2 separate regions of the Hordeum vulgare genome follow, and region 2 is linked to region 1. A link is a contact called in public HiChIP or PLAC-seq data. All regions are on one chromosome and are shown on one strand. The core of a region is the stretch at or near the end of the contact, and the rest is flanking DNA. Distances in the headings are between cores, read along the strand shown.

Region 1 (4,711 bases), core at 198-2,697:
CCTCCATGAATTAGGGAGCTTAGCAATTATACAGCCCGCGACAAACTTGTCCGGCAAATTGTACTTAAGAACCTCAAGTTCCTTAGCTATGCATATTATCTCATGAGCCTGTTCCAATACAGAACGGTTGTCAACCATTTTGTAATCGTGGAACTGCTCCATAACATACATCTCACTCCCAGCTTCGGTGGCCCCGAATTTAGATTCGAGAGCCTCCCACAAGTCTTTTGGCAACATGCATATGTAAGTATGCATCAACCAGCTTATCTCCGATCACGCTTATGACTGCTCCAAGGAATAGGACGGTGGCCTCCGCGAACTTCTTCTCCTGTTCAGGAGTGATCGTTTCCGTTGGAGTGACACCGGCTACCCAGAACACGTTCATCGTCGTGAGCCATAAGCTGGTTCTAGTTTGCGAATGCTTGAAATAAGTACCGGTAAACTTGTCCGGTTTCGGTGCAGCAGCAAAACCATTACTCGAAAAATTCCTACACACATTAGGTTTTTGGATTGTTGAGTAAATAGGCAATTTTCCGAGTGTATTAATCCACGAGATAATAACTAGCATGGCATTGACTAGACTGATGATGTACTGATCTTGAACTAACCTAGCACATACTACGCATATAGTTGATACATCTATGCATGCAAGTAGTACTGCTAGGATAAATACGAACATGAGGATAAACGAGCCATACCCTCCAATAGGCCATTTGGCCGTAGCAGCAGCGTTGGCGTTGGACGCGGCCGTAGCAGCAGCAGCATCCTCTGCCCTCTTCTTCTCAGCTTCAAGGGCGAGACGATCGGCCTCAGATGGTGAAGACATGGTGATGACGAGGACGACGCGGATGTAGACGAAGCAGACGGACGGAGGCGAGCAGTCGCGTGATCGCTTCCCAAAAACCTAATCGCCCCTCTCCCGTACATGAACCGAAGAGGCGGGGTTTCGGAGGCCTGCTCTCCCGTCGACCGTGTACGCGGTAAACGGGACGGCGTCGCCGGCGGCAGCAGCAGAAAAGGGAACGAACGCGTGAGGCAGATGTGATCTGATTCTCGTGACGGCTAGGGTAGGCGTTAGCCTGCTTATAAAGGCGGCTGAGCGAAGAGACGTAGGCCGAACCCACGTCCAATTCGGTAACAGCCCACGATCCGACGTCTCGGATCGTGCCGTGTCCGTTACGTATTCTTCGTTCCTGACCGACAAAAATAAGCGCGTAGGTATGAGCTCGGCTCGGCTCATTCCCGTGGCGAGGCGGGCGGCGGAGGAGGAGTGCGCGAGGGCACCTTCTCTTCTCACTCTCCAATAGCATGTGAAAGAGAGACCCTTATAAAGGGGTCCAACTTCTTTTCCACTAGCGGGGTGGGACTAAACTTCCCACCACCTTGTCATGCCAACACCCACATGGGCCCTTGGAGATTTTTCTGAAATTCTCTAATGGGCCTAAAGCCCACTACTAATTTCAACGGAAATTGTGGGCATACTTTGTTAACTCGTTAACGTGGTTTCGATGCTTTTAACGATAAAGGGGTTTCCCTCACTTTATATTATAAAGCAACCATCCGATATATCCAGCTCGTTGGGGTCACAACACAAACAAGCCCAAAATAAATAAAAAACAAGTGAAGAAAAGAGAAATAATTGCCGACATCGGCAGATCAGCGGAGCGGAGAAGACCGGCAACCGTTGTACCCTCTAGAGAAGTACAACTGCGATCCTAGAATTTCGAGGCGTTGCATACCAAGCAACATCTTTAAGAAGGAATGTGACGACGCTGTTGCTCGAACAAGTCTTAGGGTTTGATCCGGTATGCTGTTGAACTTCACTAAGCACCCGTCAAGTGTTGTATGGTAGACTGACACTGCTTGCAAGTTGCAAGTGTTGTATGGTAGATTGATAGTGCTTGCAAGTTGCACGTGTTGTATGGTAGACTGATAGTGCTTGCAAGTTGCAAGTGTTGTATGGTACTGATAGTGCTTGCATGCACTGATTAGCTAGGCGTGCGTATGCATCCTTGGATCAAGTCGAATTTGGCAGCTGCTTTTTTCTTTTTCTTTTGAGAAATAGTACTTGGCAGCTGCTGCAGGCTGCAGCAAGAGAACACAGCGTCGTCCAATTCCAGCTTGAATTATTGGGTCGCAAAAATAAGAGAAAAGAACGCGAACACAACCCAGCATGGGCCATAACTTGTCAGGTGGCAAAAAGGAGCGAAGCCTGAGGCCCATTTCGGGCCTGTTCGGGAGGCCGAAACCCTCGAGCAGTGCCGCCTTCCCCTCCCCTCCGCCTCCGCCTCCGGCATTCTCGTCTCCGGCGATTGCCAGTCCGCCGCCAACGCTCTTGGTAAGGCCAACCCCTCCGTCTCCTCGGCGCGCTATCCCCTCTGAATCCATCGTCAATTTGGCTTCCTCCCTCGCTTGCTCACCGCTTCTCTTTACCGCAGCGATGTCGCCCTCGAAGCCTCCCCCGGCCGCCTCCAGCTCCGGCGACCTGCCCGCGGACGCGCTGTACGAGGTCCTCCTACGCATCCCGGCCAAGGAGCTCTGCCGCCTCCGCGCCGTCTGCCCCGCCTGGTGCGCCCTCACCTCCGACCGGCACTTCGTCGCGGCGCACAAGTCCCGCCACCGCACTTCGCCGCCCCTCCTCGCCATGGGCTACCGCGACGATAGTGGGGTCAGCGGCGTTGCGATTTCGGATCTGTCGGGCAACGTCGTGAAGAGGATTCCAAGCACCGGGTATGAGATTGTTACGGTGAGCAAGTCGGGTGATCCCATTGGCCGGATGTCAAGCAAGGACGATAGCCTCTGTACGTGTTGTGCGCACGCGGCTAGACCTCGTCTGTTTCAACTGGATTGATTACCCTCAGGCCTTCTCGGTGCTGAACCCGGCAACTGGAGCTATTATCGACTTGCCGACCGGCCGCTCGGACGAATTGGAGCATGAGCTAGAGGTGGGGGGAATAGACAAATGGCGCTGTCATTTCGAGTCGTGTGCTTTTGGGCAGGTCTCCTCTACCAGAGAGTACAAGGCGCTCCGCATCTGTAGCATTCCTGACCGGCTGGTATGTGAGGTTATCACCTTTGATGACACCAACCATGGAAGCTGGAGGAGAAAGCAGGACCCTCCGTCCCATATCTGTACCAGTCGCAAGATGAGATGTGTGGTCGTCGATGGGGTGGTGTACTTCTTGATGGATTTTTTCTCCACGAACTTGAGAACTGACATGATAGCCATTGAACCTGGCAGCATAGCTTCGTTCAATCTCGAGACAGAGGATTGGATGGATGTTCTACGCGGTCCAGAGCCGGTGTACAAGTATGTGCAAGAGCACGAGGTTTATGGTTACGCAGAACTGGAACTCCAGCTATCACTGGCTGAGTTGAGTGGCTCCTTGGTTATGGTTCGTAATATTCATAACATATCTGTTGACTTATGGTTTTTGATAGATTCTGAGAAAGGTGTCTGGGTCAAGAAATATAGCATGCCTTCAGATTTCGCTAAGCCTTTTAGTTACCCTTTTCTGATATTGGATGATGGGAGGATCTTTTTCAGTGTAGAGGGTTATTTACAAGGTATCTGTGGTAATGCAGAGCCAGGACAAAGATTTCTGGTAAGTTATGATCCAAGGAAGGACACTTATGCTGATGCACTAACACTGGGAGATTCCATATCCATTGACATTTACACAGGAAGTCTGCTGAGTTTATAGAGTACCTGTCACTAATGAAGTGAATATTGTTTACCACCTTATGTTGTAAAGTTGAATAATTAGTGAGACAATGTCTGATGCATGCGTCGATGAAAAAATATGTTGTGCTTTCAGAGTTTGTTACTTCCTCCGTCTCAAAATAAGTGTCGCAAAATCTGTACTAAATTGGTACAAATTTCATACTAGATCAACGACACTTATTTTGGGACGGAGGGAGTATGTTAATCTTCTATACATTTTGCATCAGAATATTTGCAGTTTTATTTTGTATGGCAATTTGGGGAGTTTGGTCCATGAGTTACTATATAGCTATGGTCTGTTTGTAATATGGTATTTCATGTTTCTCATATCGAAGTATCAAGCTGCAAGTTATAGTATGACATTAAAGGTCCTTAACAGTTGCTTCAAAACAAAACATTGCTTCCTGGTGTACATTGGTGTCACTGAATCAAATCTTTTGTTTAACTGTTATATTTTTTCTTCCTTGAGGCTGCTTTCTTTTGTCACCATTCTTTCACTGATTTTTGTGCCTGTAGCCGGCTCCATTTTTTAAGTTACAAAAATTAACTAACTCAGGATGAATCGATTAGCTGCTGTTAGTAGCAGCCGGTGTGATCTGCGGGAGGCTCGTATCGTATGGATATTTGAAAAGAGGCTCAGATAATCTCTGGCTGTGGTAATTTACAATCTCCCTTCTCCACTGCTTGCATGTAAAATGCAAAGGATGAAAGGGTACCTGTGCCTCCAAAGTACTCCCTCTGTAAATCTAAGTAGTGATCTAAAAGATCTTATATTAGTTTACAGAGGGGGTACATTAATTAGTCTGATATATATTTCTATGACAAGATTTTGTAGGTTTTGGTTTACTACACAATGTATAGCAATTTCAGGAGTTTGGTCACTGGGTTACTGTATAGCTATGGTCAGTTTGGAATAAACAAGCTTCTGATGTGGTGTTTCAAAATATAGTAGTCTGCTCCTACTGCATAATTGGTTCCTTTCTACTG
Region 2 (5,280 bases), core at 1,018-3,517, 350 kb after region 1:
ATGCCTACCTTGCCAGGAAGGCAGGTACTATAGCGCGATGAAGGCAGGTCAAACAGTTCATTTCCAATAATTTAAAAGTTTCTTAACAAGAAAGTTCAGTTCATACCCTCAATTTTTTTATCACCAAAGCGCAATTCAGAATAATGTAGACGTAAAGACCAGATGGTAGCAGGAGAAGGACCTGCTACCAGATACTATCAAACATGGCCATCTGCCGGAGATGTAGAAATATTAGTTCATTATCCATTCCATTCCCACGTGGTGGCCACTGGTCAGCACATAATAGAGACAGACGAGCAGAAGTACTTCATTTTTTAATTTAATTAAACACTTTGTTTTGTGAAATTAATTTGATTAACAAACTGGGGAGCAGTGGGGATATACAAACAGGGGCATGTGGATAGGTTGCCTCTGCCAGCTGCCTGTAGATGACTGATGCCAATGATAGTTCTCACGTTTGAAATTCTCCCAAAAGAAAAAAGAAAAACAAACAGGAAGAGTGTTAGACATGATATCACACCATAAAACACGGTATCTTTTTTTCTCTCTTCCAGTTTAGTACTCCCTCCACCTCACAATATAAGATCTTATATTGTGAGACGGAGGGAGTAATTAACTAGCTAGGGAAGTTGGACAGTGCTGCAATGCAGAACAATGTTGACGCTTACGCCTGCCTGAATTTACAGACTAATCCATTCCATGAAGAGACAACTTGCCCATATGTTGCATTTTTTTTAATTGATATTCAGCATATAGGCAAATTACATGACGAGACACACCGACTACGTCCTCTCTAAAGGAGGATACCGTATATGCATAAGACTAAGAGCACCACTTTAGGTGTTAAGGAGCATGCCTACCATATACAGGGTGTTACTTTCGCTGGTTCGAAGCAAGCTTGGCAATGAGCTCCTTCACAACCCAGGGATAGGTCGCAGATACATGATCCCAGCCATTAGTTGCCATTATTGCTTGTAAGCACGAGGGAGACTGGACTTGGATAAACTTCAAGCACGCCTCCTTTAATCCGTGACAGCAGTGCTGCTCGGCTAGAGCAAGTGTGGACGTCACCGTGCTCACACATATGTGCTCGGACAACTGCTTTTCACAGATTAACTTAAGCTGTTGGAGATCGTATCTGTCTGCCGCCACAAACAAGTCTTGCAACCATTGCAGCCACATTTCAAACTCTGCTGCTTCTTCTCGTCCTTCATCCATAACTTCCGACATTTCATCCTCCTCCATGCTGTCCTTCTCCATCGTGGGGAGTGAATCCGTGTAGATGAAGCTAAGCAGAGCCCTGAACACTTTTGCTTCCATGTCTTTGATCTGTATGACGCTGGACGTTGCGGTGCCCTCCTTCATGGGGCCAAATAGCTGTGCCATGAAGACATTAGACCGGGCTGCGAGCACACACCGGTGTGCAGCGAACGTCTCGCCACCGACCTCAAATGTCACATCAGCACCGACCTTGTTTTGAAGGAGATGGCCAAAATGCTGGTTCATATCAGAGAGGGTGTCAGGGGCATCCTCGGTTTTGGGATCCTTGCAAACAACCATGATATCACACCGGATGGTGAGACAGTCACCCTTAAGGTCCCGCGATCGTTCCAGGACGTCTCTTCTCACAAACTTGTCGCTGCCCCAGGAGGGGGCACTGCCGGAGAAGGTGCAGGTCTTATTGGTTCCATGAATGTACACTGGCTTGTGCTTTTCAACATGGTCGACGAGGCTAAAGCTGAACTTGGCCTCCACATCCTCTTCGCCCTCGCCGTCGTAGAGGGTATTCCTCGTGACGTAGAGCGAAACGAAGTCCCGGCAGTCTGGGTTCTCTCCGTTGGGGTAGTACTCGATGTACCAATCATATTCCCCCACCGTGAAAAGGCCGGTGGTGGCGCTCTCGCCGGTGGGCAACTCAACCTTGGTGCGCGAGTAGTCCCTGACCATGAGCAGGTGGTACCCGCTGTCCGCGCCGGCGTAGACGGCCGAGGTGTCGCAGGCGCAGTGCTTTCCGCCGTCGACGACGGACACGCCGGCGAACGACATGAGGGATCTGCGAGTCCACCGAAACACTATCTAATTCAGTCACCATTGACACGTCGAGTTCCAGAGTTGGGGTCGATGAGCTGAGCAGAGGGGCAAACCTGGTCGCGTCCCGCGCGGAGTCACCGTCGCTCCAGTCGCTGCGCCGCCCCCGCCCGCGTGGCTCCTCGCCGTAAACAGAGTTTGCGCCGCCGCCGGCGGCTCGTCGGTGAGTGCGACCCGGATCTGCCTACGTTTGAGGGTTTATTGATTATAAAGTCGTCACGATGATTGGGCTTTTAAGGCCCACGCAGCCCACAATCTGCAAAGCCCATACAACGCCCACGCAGCTCAAGGCACTGTTTCGCTCACGGCCTGATAAATCGAGCTGAATTTTGCAGGATGCAATAGCATATTCCACCCAAAACAATTCGTTTGTCTCAAAAAAATTGTGTTTACGAAATCGCTAACTTTGACCGTAGTTCTGTGAATTCAGTCAAAACCGTCCACCTCTAATAATTTACCAAAACTAACATCCTTGGCCTATGCTGTAATGGGACTGTATTGAAGCTTAGGTAAGCTTTTTGACCTGATGAATGTTGCGACTTCAAAAACAATATCTTAAAGCTACCGATAGCCACTTTCCGAGAAATCTTAGATTATTTTGCGAAAAAAATAACTACCATAATTGTGTTTCTATTTCACTGCACCGGTTGCCACAACTGAATACATACACTAGCACGAATAAATAACATACATGGGAAAATAAATATCCATGTTATTCTTGGTATGTTTGTAGCGCATGTCGATGATGAGCCTACTACACTAGACAAGGAAAATATATCAGGTCCTGTATTCCCAGAGGCAGCGACTGATCGTCACCACCATTATTCACCTATGCAGCTATGGACACAGCCAGCCATCCCAACAAGAGCATCATCATCTCTATTTTACCTCCAAGAAGAGAAAGAAGGGGAGGAGGGAGGGGGGAAACCAACCGGAGCTTCATGTAATCATCTGCCAACGGGAGTCAGTTACCCAGCGCTATGTTGTTTCGAGTAATTTAGGTGATCCACGCCTGCTGCGTGTGTGGGCACAGCACCGTATCATTGCCAAGAAGGACCATGAACCCATTCATTCCACATGGTGTTCGCTGATCAACACAGGTGCACATAATACAGATGAGCAGATTGCATGCTGCCTCTTCTATAATACTCCCTCTGTACCTAAATACTTGTAGTTGGGAAGAACTAGTCAAAATATTTAGTTCTTCCCAACTATAAGTATTTAGGTACAAAGGGAGTAAATGAATAAATCTTCCTATGTTATTATTAAAAAAACAATAAGGAAACTAATGAGCGCCTGCCGTGGCATGCCACCTGGTGGAGATTAAGTATATACATATCCTTTGATGCATACACGTCTGAATAGACTGAATCAGTAGACCCCCTTCATGGATGACACTTATTTCTTGATAGAGATGCACAACAGCAAGACTATTGTACAATACTGACACGAGTTAGGTGCATACCTCCAGCATTAGCCAAAGCAAAACTTATTTTTAAGTAGTCACATCACAACTTATTGATACATAACTGGGCTCATTTGATTTTTCCACGTATATATGCAATTACTTTTCAGTTGAAAATATCCTGATTATGTTCTCATTCTCAAGATAAGTAACCCAGAATTCAACAAACAGAACCACATGAGGGCTCCAATTGGCATTTCGTTATCCACCCAACAGAGAGTCACAATTTGTTTGTTTGACTTCAAAGTTACAACAAAGGAGGAGGCTACTTCTCTTCAAGAAAGAAAAGGGGGGTATTGGGTACAAAAACCATCTAATTAACTAGAACTCAACAAGGATAAACTATGTACCTTTGTTAGTAAAGAAATTTGCACTGAATAAGGACCATCTTGCTCACGACATGGGAGCAGGCGATACATCAGACTCATGCGAAGCACAAAGTGACAAGTGTCCAGGGCTTCTGGGGACAAAACAGAAGTTAGCACAAACATAAACTAAATTGTCCAACAAAAGCACCCGCACATTTCTTAGGGAAATGCTGATATTACTTGAAGCAACTGCTGAAAGGAGTCATTTGACCTGCATGGCAACAGCAAAAATGACTGACAAACAAAAAAACTGTCATTGACGCTTCCCTTTAGATTTTACAGAGGCCCATTGAAAGTGATTGCAGTTCGCTTCTGGATTTGATGAAGGTCCCTGTGAATATAGAAACATGGTGGTCACAGTAATATCAACGATTTGCATCCTTCCACAGGAATGCTTTGATTTGCGCACAGCATATTATGACTGTTCCTCTGATACAACTGGGTTAGCTTACTTTATTTAAAGTGATTGACCGTGATGTTTCAGTATTGTTTTAATGCTCCAGGTGCTGGTAGATTTTCTTTTGTATGTGGACACTGTTTCTATCGACAGATATAATACATCCTAGATTCTAGATGTTAAACGTTCTTTTCTTCTGTGTGTATAATCTAACACAGGATATGATATATCTTAAATCATCTCACCAGACTTGTAATCACGTTAAAGCTATTTCAATCGATGTATCTATAGATGATTGCTAAGAGAGTTTACACAAGTTAAATTAGATTCTTTAGTGAAAACCAGCTGCAAATGACCCAAAGTGAAGGGGGAGCCTTGGCGCAGTGGTAAAGCTGCTGCCTTGTGACCATGAGGGCATGGGTTCAAGTCCTGGGAACAGCCTCTTGCAGAAATGTAGGGAAAGGCTGCGTACAATAGACCCAAAGTGGTCGGGCCCCGGACCCTGCGCAAGCGGGAGCTACATGCACCGGGCTGCCCCTGCCTCTGATACAACTGGGTAGCAAATTCTGAAGTTAAGTACCTGAGCACGGGCACAGACGTAGAACAGGCGACCAATATTGGAGCCCTTCTTCACAGACCTTGGAATGCAAGGTTCACAGTGTCCTTTGCAAACTGGTAGAGTCATCTTCATTCTCTGCTGTATTCTCTGCCATTCCAAGGTTGCAACATTACACTTATCAGTTGAAAGTGAACATGGCATATTTGAGTTATCCTGATCTTCATCAACCGCAGCTGTACACTGGATATTTTCTGGCAGACTATCATCTTTTGGACAACATGATTCATCCATAGCAGGTCCCGTATCTACTGAACTAACTAGGCTACTGATATTGGCATCCCCTGGCTTTGTCTCTGGTCTTTGAAAGAATGACTTGATTGTAGGCTGTGAGGGTAAGTTACGT

Evidence for each region. HiChIP or PLAC-seq counts read pairs in DNA pulled down with a chosen protein or histone mark.
Region 2: an H3K4me3 HiChIP or PLAC-seq map of embryo shows a contact between it and region 1, with 4 times the contacts expected there. The contact joins the promoter of LOC123400138 here to the promoter of LOC123400125 in region 1. A contact is called at or near these places in 1 of 6 Hi-C or Micro-C datasets (leaf) and 1 of 1 datasets of contacts at active chromatin or transcription factors (embryo).

Annotation. Positions count from the first base shown.
Region 1 is chr5H:502,859,673-502,864,383 of MorexV3_pseudomolecules_assembly, forward strand. It overlaps LOC123400125 (putative F-box protein At3g47150), which reads left to right and starts at 1,448. Exons shown (of 2, transcript XM_045094535.1): 1 at 1,448-2,338; 2 at 2,439-3,438. The coding sequence starts at 2,441. The coding sequence ends at 2,851.
Region 2 is chr5H:503,206,282-503,211,561 of MorexV3_pseudomolecules_assembly, forward strand. LOC123400138 (BTB/POZ and MATH domain-containing protein 2-like) reads right to left here and starts at 2,268. Exons shown (of 2, transcript XM_045094555.1): 1 at 2,145-2,268; 2 at 696-2,053. The coding sequence starts at 2,046. The coding sequence ends at 874. It overlaps LOC123400136 (DNA-(apurinic or apyrimidinic site) endonuclease 2), which reads right to left. Exons shown (of 10, transcript XM_045094552.1): 9 at 4,899-5,280; 10 at 3,713-4,252. The coding sequence ends at 4,175.